Linked DNA regions of Oryctolagus cuniculus: region 1 is linked to region 2. The links are chromatin contacts, called in public Micro-C maps. All regions are on one chromosome and are shown on one strand. Each heading gives the region's core, a stretch centred on a gene start, on an enhancer-like site or on the middle of the called end of the contact. The rest is flanking DNA. Distances are from core to core; before and after follow the strand shown.

Evidence for each region. Hi-C and Micro-C count contacts between places; a contact is called where the count stands out from the background.
Region 1: a contact with region 2 is called in a Micro-C map of ear pinna, with 7 times the contacts expected there. The contact joins two enhancer-like sites. A contact is called at or near these places in 3 of 6 Hi-C or Micro-C datasets (ear pinna, psoas muscle and an unstated tissue).

The regions. Positions count from the first base shown.
Region 1 is chr17:1,763,608-1,769,064 of mOryCun1.1, forward strand. The region is part of intron 2 of RPTOR (regulatory associated protein of MTOR complex 1); the gene reads right to left. Among named protein-coding and RNA genes, the nearest start is that of RPTOR, 73 kb to the right of the region's middle. Within about 2 kb of position 2,919, at least 3 of the 8 cell types and tissues checked have an H3K27ac peak or open chromatin away from gene starts, as enhancers often do.
Region 2 is chr17:1,494,328-1,500,605 of mOryCun1.1, forward strand. It overlaps RPTOR (regulatory associated protein of MTOR complex 1), which reads right to left. Exons shown (of 34, transcript XM_070060172.1): 32 at 5,322-5,438; 33 at 4,771-4,900; 34 at 2,278-3,663. The coding sequence ends at 3,595. Among named protein-coding and RNA genes, the nearest start is that of CHMP6, 7.1 kb to the left of the region's middle. Within about 2 kb of position 2,029, at least 4 of the 8 cell types and tissues checked have an H3K27ac peak or open chromatin away from gene starts, as enhancers often do.

The sequences.
Region 1 (5,457 bases), core at 1,669-4,168, 270 kb after region 2:
GGGACAGAGGAACCAGGTAAGACAGGAAGGAGACAAGAGCTCTGAGAAGCACGGAAGCGAGAGAAGCGGCCACAGCCGCCACAGCGGACGCCGCCCACCCCCTGGAGGCAGGAGGGCTCAGCACCAAATGGTGATGCTGGGTTAGGATCCACGGAGTAGCCAGGAGAGCACGCTCGCAGGAGTCAGCTGGACTGAGGGGAAGCAATCCTGCCGGTCTCGGAGCGAGCCTGCCCGAGCGCGCGGCACTACAGAGCGAACTTCACAGGAAGTCTGGCAGCGCCCACTTCATCTAGCACAAGAAAGAGCTGCAGGCCCTTAATGGGATAAATCAAAGCCACGCGCTGCCTGCGATGACGCCACGGGGAGACAGCAGCTCTCCTCTGTGATGTTCCTGCGAGGAGGCACAACCTCAACTGAACCACAGGACGCCCTGGCGACGTCTGACAAACAGCCCGCAGTCTCCGCAGCGGCGAGCCGGGGGCCGCTCCAGGTCCGGTGAGACAGGCATCGCGGCCGCGCGGCCCGGGCCCAGCTCCCCGTGCTACAAAGGACGCCCCTGGGACAATGAGCAAAGCAGAGCACAGGCCGAGGCGTGCACAGCAGTGAGGGGTGCCCGGACCTCCCCACACTGTCGCCTGCTTTGGGGTCCTGGGAGAGAAAGTCCCACGTGCAGGAAGCACACAGCAAGGCTTCGCTGGCGACAGCAACCACAGCTCTCAGCGAGTCAGAAACACTGCTTAATTCTGTACTTGCATCTTCTGAAACTTTTTTCAAAATAAAAAATAAAACATGGGCTGCTGGACGCCACTCCAAATTTGCTGAATCAAATTAGGATTCCCTTTTTCTCTTTGTAACGTTTTTATAAATTCATTTGAGAGACAGCTGGTTCACTCCCAGAAAGCCCCCAATGACCTGGGGGAGTGGGGAGGGCTGAAGCCAGGAGCTGGCAGTTGGGAATTGTCCCACACGAGTGGCAGGAGTCCAGTCACTTAAGCTCTCACCGCTGCCTCCTGAGACAACGTTAGCAGGAAGTGGAGACGCAGAGAGAGCTGGGGACGGAACCCACGGATATGAGATGCAGGGCCTGGAGTCCTGTCTTACCCACTAGGCCAGACAACCACCCCAGGATTCCGTCTTTTTTTTTTTTTTTTTTTTTTTTTGACAGGCAGAGTGGACAGAGAGAGAGAGAGAGACAGAGAGAAAGGTCTTCCTTTGCCATTGGTTCACCCTCCAATGGCCGCTGCGGCCAGTGCGCTGCGGCCTGCGCACCGCGCTGATCTGATGGCAGGAGCCAGGTGCTTCTCCTGGTCTCCCATGGGGTGCAGGGCCCAAGCACCTGGGCCATCCTCCACTGCACTCCCGGGCCACAGCAGAGGGCTGGCCTGGAAGAGGAGCAACCAGGACAGAATCCGGTGCCCCGACCGGGACTAGAACCCGGTGTGCCGGCACCGCAGGCGGAGGATTAGCCTAGTGAGCCGCGGCGCCAGCCGATTCTCTGTCTTAAAACGCATTGCCACAGCCACCGGCACAGACAGGTTTTCTCAGCATCCAAGCGGCCTTTCAGTGTAGAAGCAGCACACGCCCGCTGAACTCAATGCCCGTGTGAAATTATCACAAACGGTTACATTCCCAAATGGTAGAAAATTTTAAGAACTGCAACACAGGGCTCCTCATTTGCTGAATCCGCACACACAAGCCCTCTCTATTCACATTCACGCCGCGTGCTTCCTGAGAAACGTGCAGGCGGCTTCTGTGGGGGTGGGGGAGCAGTGAGGGTGGGGGTGAAAGAGCCCTTGAGACTCTAATAAGACTGAGGCTCGTAGGCCCGGGATCGGCACGTTGGTGACACCGTACACACATCCCCGAGGACCCAGTGGCCCCAGGAGCACACACAGGATTCTAGGTAGGAAGCCTCATTCTAAAAAAACCTAACGTTAGAGTAGTTAAAGAGGGAGAAAACAGAAAACAATTGATTAAACTCAGCTGTGACAAGCAATAAATGAAGTGGAAACGGTCGGCAGTGCCTAATAAGAAGTCAATTCCAACAGCACGGTCACCAGGGAGAGCAGCGAGCCAAGAGCAAGTCTAACAAAACCGGCCGTGGAAAGCGGCTTCTGTCACCGGACATGGAGGACAAAGGGCCTAAGCTGGGGACAGGAAGCGGTGAGAAAGACGGCCGTCCTAAGATACCCCCAAAGCGCGAGGCAGGCAAATAAAACAGGAAAAATAACTCCTTGCTTCAACTCAGATTAGAATAATCTGTAAATTTTGTTAAAGAAATAAGAGGAGTGGGGGGAGACGGGACTTGGTTTGTGGCACAGCAGGTTAAGCTGCCGCTTGTGCCGGTTCGAATCCCAGCTACTCAGCTTCCTTGTGACCCAGCTCCCTGCTAACACACCAAGGAGACAGCAGATGACAGGCCAAGTGCTGGGGCCCGACGCCCGTCTGGGAGGCCAGGAGGGAGCTCCAGGCTCCTGGTTGACCCTAGACCAGCCCCGGCTGTTGCAGCCATCTGGGAAGTGAATCAGCAGGATGCAAGATCAATCTCGCTCTTGCTCTCTATATGCCTTTCAAATAAATAAATAAATCTGTTTTGAAAGGTGGGGGTGTGTGGGGCTTCTGCTTAGGACCTAGAAAGCTGACGGGACATGACTGAGAGTGTTGTGGCGACAATTTCTCTTGTGCTCGGCAGAGCCAAGACTGCAGGGCAGCCAAGCAAACGGAGTTCCCCGAGACAAGACCCAGCAGACACACAGCACTGCCTCCACCCCGGGAAGATACGAGAAAGCAGCTAAAACGGCGCTGAGAGCTCAGAGCCCACTTTGGGAGCCAGGGTTCCAGCGTAAAGGAAACTCACTGGGTGTCTGCGAGAAACCACGAGGGGGGGGGGGGGGCGCTCCCCTTGGCAGCACAGGAGAGGGAGAGCGGCGAGCCCCACCTGTCCCTGCAGGTCTCTCCTGGAGCCGAAGCCAGAGAAGGCCTAGGCTGGGATGGCTGGGATGGCTGGGATGGCTGGGACAGAAAACGTCCGGAGCACAGAATTCTGACTGACGCCAGGCTGAGGTCAGCCACGGCCGGGCAGGTGCAAACACTGCAACCCCATCTCCTGCAGGGCCTGGACCGGGGCCGACCAGGGCCACAGACAAGGCCGCTCCTCTGGGAGCCCGGCACGCAGCACCAGCAGTGGAAGTGCAAGGGCAGGGCGCCACGCCGCGGGACAGGTGAGCAGGTGGACAGCGGCCCCAGGAGACCATGGCATGCTGCACCCACTCCAAACACACAAGGGCACTGGTTCTCTGAGCAGGCTGGCCAGGGTGTGCTGTCGATGGTCCAACCAAACCCAGATCCAGGCACAGCCATGAGGGTGCTCAGGAGACGTGGGTAATGCCTACAATCGGAGGACCTGATGCAGACTGGTATCTCAGTGAACTACACCTCACACCCGCTGTGGACCAGCGTCCGCAGAAGCCAGGCCGGGCGGGGCATCTTCATGCCATGAAGCCCTCTACAGTCAGCTTTGCAGATCCAGTGAGGTTCCCAGCAGCCTGCCTGTGACCCAAGAAGCACACGCTGGGCCTGAAGAAGCGAGCTTCACACTGCAGCCCTTACAGAGACGAGCACTAGCACTCTGCTGGCCTCCCGGAAGACAACAGTGAGTGTGCTGTGCCGTCACCGACATCGCATCACCACTCTGGCCAGGCGCCCTTCCTTGTCCAGCGGTTGGATGCCGGCACATAATCTGTCCTGTGTAAACCAGGGCAGTGCACTGCCCGGTCTGTGAGTGAGAATGAAGCCTGGACAGAGGCCTGCACAGCTGGTACAGTCATCAGGGAAGTGGACCAATGGGTAGAAGATCAGCCCCCCCCCACCGTGTGTGTGTGTGTGTGTGTGTGTGTGTGTGTGACTCTACCGCTTAAGTAGATAAAAAAAAAACCTACTTTTTTTTTTAATGTCCAGACTATGGGGCCAACACTGTGGCACAGGGGGTTAAGCCACCGCCTGCAGTGCCAGCATCCCATATGCACACTGGTTTTAATCCTAGTTTTTCCGCTTCTGATCCAGCTCCCTGCTAATGCTCCCAGGAAGGCAGCGGAAGGTGACCCGAATACCTGGGCCCCTGCACCCTTGTGGGAGACCCAGATGAAGCTCCTAGTTCCAGGCTTCAGTCTGGTCCAGCCCCAGGCATTGCGGCCATCTGTGGAGTGAATCAGTGGATAGAAGAAGCGCGCTCTCTCTCTCTCTCTCTCTCTCTCTCCATCTCTCTTTGTAACTCTGCCTTTCAAATAAGGCACAATTATTTGAAAGGCAGAATTACAGAGAGGCAGAGGCAGAGGCAAAGAACTCTTCCATCCGCTGGTTCACTTCCCAAATGGCACCAATGGCCAGAGCCAAGCTGATCAAAGCCAGGAGCCAGGAGCCTCTTCCAGGTCTCCTGTGTGGGTACAGGGGCCCAAGGACTTGGGCCATCTTCTGCTGTTTTCCCAGGCCATGGCTGGATCAGAAGCAGGACAGCCAGGACTCGAATAGGCGTCTATAGGGGATGCCGGCGCTGCAGGCAGTGGCTTTACTGACTATGCCACAGGGTCAGCCCCAAATAAATACATCTTCTTAAAAAATAAAATGTCTGGAATAATATTTTATGTTCTGTAAGTTTTAGCAAGATTTAAAAAAAAAGACGAATTCATTCTCCAGACTTGGACTGCAAACCTCAGCGCTGCGCCTACCCGCAGGACACCTGTGTGCGAACTCCGCTCTCTGCCTACCCGCAGGACACCTGTGTGCGAACTCCGCTCTCTGCCTACCCGCAGGACACCTGTGTGCGAACTCCGCTCTCTGCCTCGCCTCTCTCAGCTCTGAAACAGAGATTAAGAGGGGGCCTGCCTCACGGGGTCGCTGAAAGACTGAATGAGTCAAAAGACAGACCAGGCCTCCAACAGGAGCCAGCACACTGCAAGCACTTGGCAAACATCGGCTGTTGAGAGGATGATGCACCGTGTAACCTCCCCTGGAGATGGCTCAATTCTCCTCCTATAAATACATCTGCAGGCAAATATCAGCTATTCCAGCTCCCTAAGTGTTGGGATCACCTTTATGTGCCAGGTCCAGGACAAACGGAACAGAGAGACTGGGGGCAGGCACTGGCACGGCTGACAGCCCCGACAGTGCTCCGGTGCTGCACCTCGGGGCAGGGCGCCTGCCTGAGTGCCAGCTTCTCCGCCAGACGGGGTTCTGGCAGCTGTGGGCATCTGCGGATGAAGCGGCAAACAGAAGATCGAATCTCCCTCTCCCCTCCTCCCTCCCTCCCCACCAGAGTTCCAAATAAAATGAAAAGAACAAAGGAGAAAGTACCTTTAAAAATCATAGAGGGAAATCACATTAAGTCAATAAACATGATTTTATTAATATTTATTAATATTCCTGAAACACTTCCAGAATTCATACGTGAGTGCATCTAAA
Region 2 (6,278 bases), core at 779-3,278:
CGCACCGACACCCCCCCCCCCCGTCTCCACATGCTGGGTGCAGGGAGGCCTCACCCAAGTTCTGGGTCCTCAGTCTGCCCTCACCCCCGGGGCCCGCCTGGCTCCCACCCTGCTCCCCGCCTCCCCCAGCAGCTGTGAGGTCCCTGGGGCAGGCCGCTCTGCTGGCCCCATGGCCTCTGCCCCCAGTGCTGGCCTCTTCCGCGGAGGCGTCTCCTGGCTGGCGGCGAGCCGTGTGTGGGGAGGGAGAAGCCCCCGCCCGGGCACGGGGGCCCTGGGGGAGGGGCTGTGGAGCACGCGGGCCTTGGGGACACAAAGCCTGGCCCCCAGCTGGGGCCAAGGAGGCCTGTGCTTCAGGGCTGTGGTCAGCGTCCCCAGGGCCTCTCTGATCCCCTGGACGCACTGCAGAGGTGCGACCGGCTGCAGGCGCGGGTGGCAGACACCAACACACGCCTCCCTGAGCCCCTGCCAGAGCCCCCGCCCACGCCACGGGCCCTCCCCAGGGCCGTCTGCCGGAATCCGGGCAGGGGACGGTGACGGACACGTGGAGGTGGAGGCGACCACGGCCCCAGGCACAGCGAGGCAGTCATGGGTTCCTGGATGGGGACGTGACAGCGTCTTCGAGCCAGGCCCTTCCCACACCGGGGAGGGGATGCCCAGGCCCCACTGCGGAGAGGCGGCTACCCGTCCCCTGTTGGCTCTGTGCTCGGCAGGACGGCCACGACCGCCTGTCCCTGCGTGTCCCCAGGGCTGCCCGTGTGGCTGAGGGGTGGCTGGACCACGGCCCTGGCTGCAGCCGCCCCAGCCTGCCCCTCGTTTTTATGACCTCTCAATTTGTTCGCAAGTCCTGGTGACAGAAAAAAACCGATGCTAATAGGAAAAAGATTACTCTCAACAAGGCTCGGCCAGCACAGCCCTGGAGATGCCAGGGGTCCTCCATGTTGCAAACAAACCGGAATTTAATAATTCCAGCCATTAGGCCTCCGGTTCCCATGGCAACTGCTGCCTCCCGCCTTCCAGGCCAGGGCGGGAGGGCTGGGCACCGATTCCGGTCCTCATGCATCCGCCCCCGGCAGCCAGTGCCTGGGACCTGCTGCTGGGGGCTGCAGCGGCCCCCTGGCCCCAAGGGGCAAGGGACACCGGGCACCGTGGCCAACCTGCCACACCACAGGGCTCTGCAGGCTGGAAAACAAGGTGTGTGAGGTGTGCCTTTGGGGGCTGGCCCCTCTGACCCAGCCCCAGCCCACGCCGGCATCCTGCTGGGCCCCAGCACCGGGTGTGGGAAGGGCCTTGGCTCGATGAAGCGGTCACGTCCCCATCCGGGACCTGTGACTGCCTCGCTGTGCCTGGCAGGGGCCGAGGCGCTCGCCGGCGGGAGGCGGGGTCAGGCCAGCTGAGGCCCCGTGCCACTGGGGGGGGGCGGGGGGGCGCCTGGGCGGATTCCTCCCTGGCCTTGGGGAGGAGCCAGCCCTGGTGGCAGCCCAGGGACACTTGTATCAGTTTCAGACCCTGGGAGAGTAACTTTGTGTTCTTGGAAAAAAGAAACAAACAGCAAAGTTTGCAACTAAATTTAGTGCGTGTTCTTGGAGAGCTGTCCAGGGAAGGCACTGGGCCCTCGCACTGGTCCCCGGCTGCCGGCCAATGTGACCTTGGCTGCCCACGGCCATGCCAGGCCCCACGGGGCCCGTGCCTGCAGGGAGCAACTGGACAAGGTCTCCGTGGGACTCCCATGGGCCCGCGAGCCCTGCCCGGCCCCTCGGCAGGGGCTGCTCCAGTGGGTGCTCTGCTGGTAACAGATCAGGCTGGGAGTGCGCTTTCAAGCAAGGACACCCTGACACGGGAAGGGCCAGCCGGGCCGGGAGGCCGCGCCACTTCCCACCCAGCTCCCTGCTGGTGCACCTGGGAGGGGAGGGCCCGAGCGCCAGGCCCCGGATGGAGCTCCAGGCTCCTGGCTGCAGCCCGGCCCCGCCCCAGCCCTCGGAGCCATTGGGGAGTGGACCAGCGGCTCCTCCTTCATTCTTTCAAATACACAAATCTTTTTTTTTTTCTGGCACAGAGTTGGGGGCTGGCGCTGGCGCGATCGGGCTAAGCCGGGCTTGTGACAGCTGCTCTGCCTGGGATCCGGCTGCGGCTCAGGCCCCTGGGAGGCCGCGGCGATGGCCCAGGTGCAGGCGCTCGGCCCGCACCCGTGGGAGACCCGGATGGAGCTCCGCCCACCCTGGCTGCTGTGGGTTCAGGGACGAGCAGCAGACGAAGCTGGCACACGACGGGACCGCGCCGGCACTTCTGCACGGGTTTATTTTATGGACAGTTACTGTCGGCCGTTGCTCGTAGCTTCACATTACGATTCCACGTCAGCTTCGTAAATAAATAGAGATAAACAGACCGTGGGTCGCGCTCTCTCGAGCCTCGGGTAACTTCATGATTGGATTCTCGCGTGGGACCTGTGGGGACACAGCGTGCACGCAGGCGGCTCTCGGGCAGAGCAGGGAGGGCTCCGTGCACGCGGCCGAAACGCAGGGTAGGTCAGGGTCAGTGAACCGAGTCAGCCGCGGGGGCAGGCGCTGTCCGTGGGCGGAGCTCGGCTTCCGGAAGGTTCTGGTGTGTCACCAGCTGGGGGCTCTGGGGGCTGGGCTAGGGCGGCCCCGTGGGCAGTCGGGGCTCTCTCTGGCCTTCCTGGCCTGACGTGGGGGCGGGGCTTCATCCGGACACTTCCTGTGGCTGGGAGCACCCCCAGGGGCAGCAGGAAGGTCGCTGTCCACACCGAGCCCTGGCCGGGCCCTGGGACCGACCCAGGCACCGCCGGCCGCAGGGCCCCAGGCAGAGCCACCGTCCCGACGAGGGGACCGCACGTTTGCCACGTCCCACCACGCAGGCCACCTACCGGCAGAGCCAGCCAAGCCCCCGCGCCGCATCTGAATAATCCTGATTCCCAGAGAAAACGGAACACGCGCCTCAGACCGCGTCGGCCGCGTCCGTGTGCAGCGTGGTCGGCCGGGGCTGCTCGTCCACACGCTTCCCTGCTCCACGCGCGCACACGCGATGCACACGCAACGCACACGCGCAGACACGTCCTGATGTCGGCCTCAGCGAGCAGGGCCCAGGGTGTGGCTCAGGCAGGTGCTGTGGGGCCACACGTGTGTGCCCGCGTGCGTGTGCACCGTGAGGCGCAGGCCGGAGGCTCTGTGGGGACCAGCAGCACGTCCGAGGGGGCGGCGGGGTCTCCCGGGACCTGTCCAGGCCGGAGCCCTCTCCTGGTGGCCCCCTGTGGGGAAGGCGCGTGTGGGGGAGGGGCGCCCGCCCAGCACAGGCCGTGGCAACCCCGGGGGACCCCCAGAGGGCGTGGCCCTGGGCACCCCCCCAGTGTCTGGAGCCGTCCACGTGCCCAGGGCTGGGCTCCGCACACGCAGTGGCCGTCGCAGCGTGGGTGTGCTCCCGAGGGGAGGGGAGCCCGGGGGCAGCAGCAGCAGGGCCTGCGTCACGGCGGGCCTCCTCTGTCCGGAGCCGAGCGGCCGCGGAGCGGCGGGCAGCAGCAGCCGGCGCTCCAGGCGAGCGCGGCGGGTCCACTATGTACAGGGCGGCGGGTGCCCGGCCCCGCTATCTCACGCGCTTCTCCACCGAGTACACGGAGATGTAGTAGTCGTTGCTCCCCACGGCCAGGTGAGGCTGCGAGAGGACACAGAGCCGTGAGTGGGCGCCCGGCCCAGCGTGCCCCCCCCGGCCCTGGCAGCTGCCCAGCGTGCCTCCCGACACTGACCCAGCAGTGCCCCAGCGGCCACCCCCAGGCCTGGCAGTGCCCCACCCCCGGCCCAGTGTGTCCCCCAGGGCCTGGCAGTGCTCTCCCCTCGGGCCCAGCGGCTGCCCAGTGTGGCCCCCAGTGTGGACCCAGCGGCCGCCCAGCAAGCCCCCCGACACTGGGCCCAGGCGCTGCCGGCCTCCACGGGCCCTCACTGGGTCTGCACGCGACCCCCCAGGGACTGCTCTGGCAAAGCACCCGGCGCCTCAGCAGAGCCACAGGCAGGCCCCCTCCCCGGTGCCGGGAGGAGCTGGAGGATCCCGTGTCACAGCCGCAGCCCACAGCCATGGAGCCGGCGTACTGAGGACAGGCGCGCGGCCCGTGCTCCCGGGTGCTCCCTCGTTGGGGAGGCTGGGGCGGGGGACGGACGCTTCCCGGGGCTGCATCAGTGCAGGGGCCAAAGGACAGGGCCGTCCACCCCTGGTGCGGGCTTTCCTGCCTGAGTGACAAAGGCCTGGGGGGTCCAGAGAGTGAGGGCGGGGCTGCTGGCCCTGGAGGCAGGCACGCGGGCAGCCCCTGCCTGGTGACCCGGGCCTGGAGTCACGGGCAGCCCCCGGCCCTGGAGGCAGGCACGCGGGCAGCCCCCAGCCCTGGAGGCAGGCACGCGGGCAGACCCCGGCCCTGGAGGCAGGCATACGGGCAGACCCCGGCCCTGGAGGCAGGCACGCGGGCAGCCCCCGGTCCTGGAGGCAGGCACGCGGGCAGCCCCCGGTCCTGGAGGCAGGCACGCGGGCAGCCCCCGGCCCTGGAGGCAGGCACGCGGGCAGACCCCGGCCCTGGAGGCAGGCACGCGGGCAGCCCCCGGCCCTGGAGGCAGGCACGCGGGCAGACCCCCGGCCCTGGAGGCAGGCATGCGGGCAGACCCCAGCCCTGGAGGCAGGCATGCGGGCAGACCCCAGCCCTGGAGGCAGGCACGCGGGCAGACCCCGGCCCAGTGGCTGCCGGCAGCAGGTCCTGCCCGCCCGGCGGGGACTGACCCAGTGCGGGTGGAAGGCCAGGCAGCTGATGGCGCCCACGCGCTGGCCCATGAAGCCGTCGTAGTACTTGATGTTGTTGATGAGCTCCCCGTTGCTGTTGTAGATGGCGGTGAACTGGTTCATGGAGCCGCTGCGGGGGAGGGGAGAGGGTGGGAAGAGGGAAGGGCCCAGGGCCCGCGGCCGGAGGGACCCCCGCCCAGGTCCCTGGACGGGGCAGCGGTAGGCGGGGACCAGAGGACTTGAGGCTCCAGCCCTGAGATGCCTCAGTGTCCTGGGAGGAAGAGGCTCTGACCTCAGAGAACACGCCCCGCAGGGGCGGGGCAGGGGTGGGGCCCTGGAGGGGCGGGGCTCTGGTGTGGAGGGGGCGGGGCTGGGAGGTCCTCTAATATGGAGGGGGCAGGGCGGGGCCTCTGGTGTGGAGGGGGCGGGGCTGGGAGGTCCTCTAATAAAGAGAGGGGGGCTGGGGCCGGGGCCTCTGGTGTGCAGGGGGCGGGGCTGGGAGGTCCTCTAATAAAGAGAGGGGGCTGGGGCCGGGGCTGGGGGGCACCTACCAGGCGATCAGGTTGGCCTGGGGGTGGATGTCCAGGGCCGTGAGGCCCCTCACGATCTGCAACACGTTCACAGACTCCGGCATCCGCGGGTCAAAGAAGCGCACGTCTCCATTAACGCTGTGGGGAGACCCAGGGTGGCCTCGTGTGGGGCCCGGCTGTGCGGTACAGGACCCGGGTACCCCCCGGAATCTGGGGTGTAGGGTACAGGACCAGGCACCCCCGCCTGGAATCTGGGGTGTAGGGTACAGGACCGAGCACCCCCGCCTGGAATCTGGGGTGTAGGGTACAGGACCGAGCACCCCCGCCTGGAATCTGGGGTGTAGGGTACAGGACCGGGCACCCCCGCCTGGGGCCTGGCTGTGGGGTACAGGACCAGGCACCCCCACCTGGAATCTGGGGTGTAGGGTACAGGACCAGGCACCCCCCAGAATCTGGGGTGTAGGGTACAGGACCGGGCACCCCCGCCTGGGGCCTGGCTGTGGGGTACAGGACCAGGCACCCCCACCTGGAATCTGGGGTGTAGGGTACAGGACCAGGCACCCCCCAGAATCTGGGGTGTAGGGTACAGGACCGGGCACCCCCGCCTGGGGCCTGGCTGTGGGGTACAGGACCAGGCACCCCCACCTGGAATCGGGTGTGGGGTGCAGTGACCCTGAACGTGTGGAACTGTCCACACACAGGCCAAGCGCCCGAGGCCACACCCCAGTCCCAGCTCCGTGTGTGGGGCGCGGGGTGTCTGCTGACCAGGACCCAGAGCGCTCGGCAAAGCTGTGCGAGGGCAGGCAGGCTGCTGGCCCCTCCCCCAGGTCACAGCCGCGGGGCTCCCTGTCACTCGGGCTGGGCCTCCCCAGGTCGCCGGCCGGCCTCTGCCTCCGCTCCGGCATCTCACCCCCCCCCCATGATTTGTTTCATGGCTCGCACGGTGGGAGAGCTGCCCCTCTTGGAGGGACGGTGGCT